Linked DNA regions of Mus musculus: all the other regions are linked to region 3. The links are chromatin contacts, called in public HiChIP or PLAC-seq maps. All regions are on one chromosome and are shown on one strand. Each heading gives the region's core, a stretch centred on a gene start, on an enhancer-like site or on the middle of the called end of the contact. The rest is flanking DNA. Distances are from core to core; before and after follow the strand shown.

Region 1 (2,700 bases), core at 104-2,603, 320 kb after region 3:
TTCCCGACAAAACCAGTAAAAACACAAATAAATCAGAATGGGTCCAGGTATATGTTTAGGCTTCCAGGCTGGAATCCTCTAAAGAGAATTCCCATTTTCTTTGTCAAGTGAAGCATCAAGTGAGTTGACAGAAGTGAGAAGTGTGAGTTGGAGGTTTGTAGCCAGAGGAAGGGAGGGAAGGCCTAAAACAGCTCTCAGGAGACTGGAAGGATCAGGGGGAAAAGCCCAGCGGTGCCCCACTGGAGGCTGCTAACAACGAATTAGAAGTACTTGGTGCTGCTAATGGGATTTTCTCCCCAGTAATGCTCAGCTAGACAAACAGAGGTGCCTTGGGCTATTTTGATAAAAAGAAAGTTGAAATTAAAGGCCATCAACAAGAGAGATGTTAAAGATGGATAAGGCAGTTAAGAGGATAGAAAACATACTTTTGGACTGATTCAACCATGTGAATTAGAAATTTTGTTATAAACACATAGCTGAGAACTGTGGCTGAGTATTCTGATGATGTGCACAAGCAGAGAAGCAGATGCCGATGTGAAGGGAGATATGCAAAGGTGTACAAACCTGCAGACCTGACCTGGGGATATAGCTCAGAAAACAGCACATGTCTAGCATATGCCTAGCACATGCAAAGCTCTGGGCTCCATCCACAGCACTGAAAAAGAACTGAAACACAGTGGGGAGGGAAATAAAAGCACAAACGCTTAGACAGTCACATCTGAACGTGACGTCATCTTTAACTTTCATTCACCTGACCTAATTGTCACCTGACGTAAGTCTTGGAGGTTTATTTGCCACAGTCTGCTAACCTAGGCTAGTCCTGGAAGCTTCTGGCCTCCATACAATCTAATCTAGCCTAGAATGTTTCAGCCTCTGAGATTTACTGCTAAATAAGCTCACCCTTTCTAGATCTTTCTGATCTCTGGCTACCTGGCTCAACTCAGCTGTTCTGGCTCAAAACTCTCCAAGCTGACTGATTCTATCTGGCATCTCTCTTGGCCTCTGACTTTTGCTCTGCTTGGCCCCAAACTAACTCTAGTAATCTGTCCTAATCTTCTGGCTGCTTCGCATTCTCTGGCTTGTTCTGTTTTCACCTCTGTCTAGCTTGTCTCTCTGCAGCCTGCCTCTGTACAACTGTCCCGGTAAAACTGCCCCTTAAGGAGCTTCCTTTCCCTCTCTGCTCTCCTGAGAGTCGGAGATATCCTACTCTGTCAAGTCTTTTTCTGATTTGTCACTTTGTCTGCTACTCAATTAGGCATCACTTTCACACATGGATGTTTCCTCCTACAAACTAACCTCACCTTCATTGATTGTGTACTAAGGGTGTGTCTGTATTCTAGCCAGACTGGTTAAAGGGCAAGCCAAACCACAACTAGAAACAGGTTTGTTTTTCCCAGTAAATAACACAATCTCAGGGTTCATAGTATGATCAGATATTCTGCAACATGTGACTTTGAAATATGGGAAGTACAGGCACCTGCCATGGAGAAGAGTTTGCACACATGTACATGTACAATGCCATGGAGAAGAGTTTGCACACATGTACATGTACACACACATATATACGATTTTTCCTTCAGTATAAATGCCTCATAGGGAAATACAGCCAGAAGTTCAGTGTAGAAACACATACTTTATATCATGAATTTCTCTTAAATCAAAAATTTCTTTCAAGTAAAAAGTATCCTTTTAGATCTATGCTGAAGAGGAGACAGAACGATTTATAGGAGCCAGAGGTGACGGATGACTAAGGAAAGAGTATCTTACGGATGCAGAGACTGTGGCAGCCTGGAAAAGACCTCAAACTGGTACAGCAATAAGAGGAGAAAATGATATGGGTTTATATCCCTGACCAAGACACTGTCTGCAATTAATTCCCACTGGAAAAGAAGCAACGGCTTTATTCCAATGGAGTAGAATCTCACTAAGTATTAACAATGCTTCATACCTAGATGGCCAACAAAAATGAAGCCAGTGGTATTTTTGTAGACTTTTTATCTCATTTTACATGTTTGGGATTTAAAAAATGATTGTTGTTTTTCTTGTTTATTTCAAGCTCCAATTTATGGTATGTCTATTTCTTGTTTTGTTTTTTGATTTTTTTTTTTTAAAGAAAGAAAGAAAAATTTAAAAGTAAGGTGAGTAGGGAGCTGGTGGATTTGGGAGGAATTGGGGAGGAGAAAAACAATGAACAATATAATGTATGACTTTTTTTCCAATAAGTGTAAACAAATCTCTCTTTAGAGTTACAACTTTTGTTCGTTGGGGTAGGAAGATCTGCTTTGGGTACTCTTAGGAACTAAAGGTAAGAGTTGGATATGTTGGTATATGTCTGTAAGCTGAATACTTGTGAGGTGAGGCAGTTGGACTTCAAAGCCTGGTTTATGGAGTTAGACCTCGCTACCATAGCATTGGAAAACAGAAAATAGTGTACTGCCTCAAAATGGATCCACATTTTATAGCTACACAATTCTGTGGATAAGGCAAAAGGCAGTAGACTATTGCTGTATTCCCCACTGCTTTCTCCCCTGTGTTCTGTGGGAAGATGTCCACCTTACGTTCTCTCATCACTGAAAAGTGGATTGCATGTGCTAGGAGCAGCCATTCTTTGCCTCCCACAAGATAAGCAAAAGATTAAGTTTCTCATAATCCTAGCACCTAGTACTGTGGCTTTTATATAAAAGTTTTGTAAGTAATATT
Region 2 (2,700 bases), core at 33-2,532, 380 kb before region 3:
TAGAAGACCTCCCAGCTTCCTGTGGGACATGTCCCTGCTGTCAATGAAGTGCATTCTCATTCTCTTATTTGAATCCAAATTGCTCTCCCAGTTCTCTGTCTTATTATTTACACATTTCTGATGTCCCTGTTTTTATTCCCCGATGTGTGTTACTCACTTCCTACTAACTAATGTATGATTATTTATAGTTTCTCTTTTGTTCAGCAAAGGACCGTGGGGTCAGCTCCTCTGCTATACATGGGCGATGTTGTGCAGTCACACAGAGGTTTTGGGCTCCTCTGATCTCCAGCACCTACTGACTGTGGGACTTCAGGCAAACCATTTAATATCCCTCACTTTCCTATTTTACAACATGGAGATGGTAGCTCATGCCGCCTAGAATCAGGAGAAGTCAATGTCACACGCATAGAATTCGTATAGTAGCTTCTGGCAAATACTGATCGAGAAATGCCAACTATTACTATCGTTTGGCCTGGCATAAGGAACCTGTCATCCCCCTTTCATCCACAGATGATCTTTTTCTTCCCTTTGTGCTGTTATTCCTTAAGCGCTTGTGGAATGTCTCCTGAATAAAGCACTCATCACTTGCTAGTTGTTTTCAGTTCTATAAATGTTAATTAAATCCATAACATGTACCAGAAACCACAGGAGTAAGACAACAGAATGAATAAAATGTGCTCTTTTCTTCATCTGACAGCTTAGAAGAGGCCCAGTTAACACCTTCGCATTTGCACATGTTGAATTGGTAGGGAATATTTGAGAGACTAGTTACTGAAGGCTTCTTGGTGTGACGGAGCATTGGAACGACCCTGAACCCAGTGAGGAATACTGGCAAGCCTGTCTAGAATATAAGAAGAACTCAGAGCACAAAAAGGAACAGCATGAAACCATGGTGTGTTGATAGGAATGTGCTCCATTTAACCTTTGTGGAAATTAGAGAAACAATCCAAATAGCCACGTCGACTTGAACCTAAAGACAAGTTGTTAACCAAGTTCACAAACTTGGTTACATAAAATATGGCTTATTCTCCTGCCTAGATAAATGTATCTTCATAATATTCTAGCAGGCTGAGCTGAAATTCAGAATTCTAGAACTTTCTGGAATTCCAGGTTCAAAAATACAGTGAGCTAGCTGTCAGCTCATAGCCCACTGCTGAGCTGAATAGCCATGACTGTCCAAAGTCATGTTGTAACTTTAATCACTAGTGTGATGTTAGAGCCTTTCAGACAGAGGGTGGAGCTCCAGTGATGGGACTAATGTCGTTCTAGACAGACCTGCCAGCTCCTAGATCAGGACCTTCCCAGCCTGCAGAACTGTGAGCAACAAATGCCTGTGGTTTAAGTCATGTGGTCTGTGGTATTTATTGTAGCACCTCAAACAAAAGGATACACCCACCATCTCTTTCTTAAACCTGGCTCCACAGGCCAACCCCATCTCTGGAAATGCTGTTAATATTTATCCCTTGGCCAATATACCTCAGTCCTGCCCAGAAGTACTATTGATGCTACAGAGTATAAATTCAGGGAAGTGACCTATGTCAGTGTTGGAAAGACTTTTGGCCATTTCCCAGGGAGACCGGAATACCAGGCATCCACAAGGTGAAGCACAAGAGAAAACCTGAATTGTTAGTATATTAGTTTACTTAGCTACATGATTCTTCCTCTATGTGCAAGATCAAGAAGCCCTAGTTGCAATCCCTCCATCTCTACAGATCAGATCTGGGGATGTCTCAGACATCCCGACAGCAGAATGGTCCTGATGGCAAATTATACTTCTCACATCCTGCTAACAATGAAAAGAGAGGCAGGGGAGTGGGGTGAAAGGCTGGAGCTCTAGACAAGAGCCAATGCCATGTTTTTCTTATTTAGGAGGAGCCGGATTTTAATCTGTCAGGTATTTGGAATCTTTGAAATGTTTTAAATAAAGAGTTGTCATAACGTTTTCCTAGAAAAGTATGTTATCAGTTGTTTGGAAGATAGCCTGAAAACCAAGAGAGGGAATCAGACAGGGGAAGGGGGATGAGTTTTGGAACAATTTGCCAAGAGATGAAGCTGAATTCTACAGAGCCAAAAAACTAGTACAACACGTGTTCTAGAGGGAAAAATGATATAAGTGTTTATCATTTGGGGATGGGAGTGGGAGGTTATGGGAAATGGAGGACAGAGAGAGCCCGTGAATGGTTCCCATACTCGGTTCAGTGGTGATGCATTCGTCTTCTATTGTAACAAACGGATACACACTCACCAGCTTAAAAACAACAGCAGTGGATTCCTCACAGTTCATCTCAGTTGCATCCTCTGATCAGAATCCTGCAAAGCTGAACCCAAGTGCTGGCAGGGCTCCATCCCTTTGGGGAAGGTCTAAGAAGGCGTATGCTGTTGAATCCACTTGAGTTGAGAAATGAATCCCTCCAAGTTGTAGCGCTAAGGTCTCATGTGTTAACTAAGGCAAGGCTTTGGTCCCAGGGGCAGCACAGTGCTTACATTCTTCCCCCATGGCTTTTCCATTGATGGAGGAGTATCTTCCTTCACACCACATCTTTCTTTTCTGTTGGATCTCCCCGTTTCATCCGTCTTCTGTATCGCTGTTCTGCCTCCTTCTGGGTTCATAAGGACTCACGATATTACAAAATGGGTCCTATCAGTACACTATTGAATGATCTCGTGTTGTAGCACTTAAGCATAATATCACATCTAGAA
Region 3 (2,700 bases), core at 108-2,607:
AAAGTTGCTGTCTGTATGAAGTGAAGAAATAAGATACCAAGCAGGGGGCGGGAGAGATGGCTCAGTGGTTAAGAGTACTGACTGCTCTTCCAGAGGTCCTGAGTTCAATTCCCAGCATTCAGAGGTCCTGAGTTCAATTCCCAGGAACCACATGGTGACTCACAACCATCTGTTATGGGATCTGATGCCCTCCAAGACAGCTACAGTGTATTCATAGAAAAAAAAAAGTAAATCTTGAGAGAGAGAAAGAGCAAAGAGACTTCCCAGCTCAAGAAGAAGCCTGAAACTGCTACTTCAAGTAGTACATGAACTGCACATAATTCCATGGTCTCCAAACAGGATAAGCACAGGCAGCGAGAGGCCAGCCCTTCATCCTGGGAATGGTGACCTCAGAGGCTGAAATTTCAGGTAACATGTTCCGACTGATCACGTTCCTCAAACTCTCCCACCACTTTCAGATGTCACAATTCTTGGTTCGAGTTGCATCTGAGGACACCACATCAAGGCAGGTCACTGCTGGTAACATCAAACAAACTTAATTTTTTTTTTGGATCTCAACCCTAAACCACTTCCTGGACTCCAAATAAGGAGGCAGAGTCATCTTCTCTCAGCCTCTGTTAAAGTAAGGCTCAGAATTTCACTTTCCTTGACCACTGCCACCATATCAATGAACACCGGGGAAACAGTCTTGCCCACAAACCAAGCCTGAACTAGAGAGTCAGTTCCTGATTAAATAAATGTCACATATTGACAATATAGTGAAGTACCAACATATACCACTGTCGGTAAAGAACTGGAAAAATGAATAAATCAACAAATTAACCAAGTGGCCTAGACATTTTCAGAAGACACAATTCTATCCTAAGCTCCTAGCCAGTCATGTTAGTCACCCCTTTTTCAGATTCTATGTTCAAAACACTTCAATAGAAACACTTCATTGTTGTAGGGTTGTTTTCTTTTCTCTATACAACCCCTCCCACAAAGTTTTTTATTCAAAACTCCAAATCTTATCATGGAAAAGCCACTAAGAAAAATTACCCAGGCATGTTCTGAGAAACTGTGAGTCGTCCGGGGGTTGGCAACGTACATGTGCCTAATGTGGAAACCTGAAATAAAGAAATTAGTTTGGTATTTTAAGGAATTCTGGGTTCATTTGAACAAATAGATACAAACGATGAGATCAAGGTCAGACCCCCAAACAAACAAGAGGCTTAAAGCCACACAGGAGAAGAAAGGTTGAGAGAGTGGTGACTCACTCCCTTTGTGGTTTTGTTTTAAAAGCTCTTTGTTCAAAGCCAGGGCTGGCCCTTTTTCACGGCACAGGTTTCATCTGTTTCTGTGCTCTGTGGTTAAGTGGGGAGCACGTGAATGTGGACTGTCTTGTGGCTCCGGGGCTGGGTGGAGTAGCTGTGACTCTCAGTGTGGTGCAGCCAGTGACAGAGCCTAGGCCTTACCTGATCCTGACACGGAGCAGAGCTGATCTCCTGCCTCCCATCCTGTGTGTCCCCTGAATTCCACTGGTAGCCTGTACCTGCATCTGCCTCTGTCTCCTCCTTCCCCTATCTAGATCTGATTTTTTTTATTGCCTTTATATATTTATCTTTATTCACTTTTTTATTAGATATTTTCTTTATTTGCATTTCAAATGTTATTCCCTTTCCTGGTTTCCTCTCTGAAAACCTTCTCCCCCAATCCCCTCCCTGCTTCCTCTACTCCCCAACCCATCCACTCCCACTTCTTGGTCCTGACATTCCCGAACACTGGGGCATAGAGCCTTCACAGGATCAAGGGCCTCTCCTCCCATTGATGACTGACTAGGCCATCCTCTGCTACATATAAGGCAGGAGTCATGGGTCCCTGCATGTGTAGTCTTTGGTTGGTGGTTTAGTCCCAGGGAGCTCTGGGGTTACTGGTTAGTTCATATTGTTGTTCTTCCTATGGGTTGCAAATTCCTTCAACTCCTTGGGTTCTTTCTCTAGCTCCTTCATTGGGAACCCTGTCCTCAGTCAATTTTTGTTTTGTGTTTGTGGTGCTAGATATGGAACCCAAGGCTCCCATGTAACCAGCAAGTGCTCAGCCATTAGAGCCACTTCTCCAGCTGTTTTGACTAGTGGCTAGATGAAGCTTTAGATCCACCAAACCAACTAATTTGAGGCCAGCCTGATCTACAGAATGAGTTCCAGGATAGCCAGGGCTACCCAGAGAAACACTGTCTAGGAAAATATACAGATAACTTAGCCTACCTGCTCCTCTGTTAGCTGTTTGTTTCCCTCCCTTACTCTCTACTGTACACACAATGGAAGGTAATATCCATAACGGAGATTAGTGGGTCCTGCTCCTTCTTTATGCCTCAACCTTGGTACAAGTAGGAACCAGTACATGAAAGACTCAAGTAGATGTGGAGAAAGAGGAACACTCCTCCACTGCTGGTGAGATTGTAAGCTTGTACAACCACTCTGGAAGTCAGTCTGGAGGTTCTTCAGAAAATTGGACATAGCACTACCAGAAGATCCAGCAATACCCAGAAGAAGTTCCAGTGGTGATAAGGACACATGCTCCACTATGTTCATAGCAGCCTTATTTATAATATAATAGCCAGAAGCTGGAAGGAACCCAGATGCCCCTCAACAGAAGAATGGATACAGAAAATGTGGTACATTTACACAATGGAGCTATTGTGTAAATAGCTATTTAAAACAA

The links. HiChIP or PLAC-seq counts read pairs in DNA pulled down with a chosen protein or histone mark.
Region 1: a contact with region 3 is called in an HNF4G HiChIP or PLAC-seq map of pancreatic cancer cells. The contact joins two enhancer-like sites.
Region 2: a FOXA1 HiChIP or PLAC-seq map of pancreatic cancer cells shows a contact between it and region 3. The contact joins two enhancer-like sites. A contact is called at or near these places in 1 of 15 datasets of contacts at CTCF or cohesin (the NIH/3T3 cell line) and 1 of 115 datasets of contacts at active chromatin or transcription factors (pancreatic cancer cells).

Annotation. Positions count from the first base shown.
Region 1 is chr14:99,127,939-99,130,638 of GRCm38.p6, reverse strand. The region is part of intron 5 of Pibf1 (progesterone immunomodulatory binding factor 1); the gene reads right to left. Among named protein-coding and RNA genes, the nearest start is that of Dis3, 30 kb to the right of the region's middle. Within about 2 kb of position 1,353, at least 15 of the 459 cell types and tissues checked have an H3K27ac peak or open chromatin away from gene starts, as enhancers often do. A contact at or near this core is called in pancreatic cancer cells, where this site is marked.
Region 2 is chr14:99,825,508-99,828,207 of GRCm38.p6, reverse strand. No RefSeq gene overlaps it. Among named protein-coding and RNA genes, the nearest start is that of Gm22970, 53 kb to the right of the region's middle. Within about 2 kb of position 1,282, at least 9 of the 459 cell types and tissues checked have an H3K27ac peak or open chromatin away from gene starts, as enhancers often do. A contact at or near this core is called in pancreatic cancer cells, where this site is marked.
Region 3 is chr14:99,447,923-99,450,622 of GRCm38.p6, reverse strand. No RefSeq gene overlaps it. Among named protein-coding and RNA genes, the nearest start is that of Gm41230, 73 kb to the left of the region's middle. Within about 2 kb of position 1,357, at least 63 of the 459 cell types and tissues checked have an H3K27ac peak or open chromatin away from gene starts, as enhancers often do. A contact at or near this core is called in pancreatic cancer cells, where this site is marked.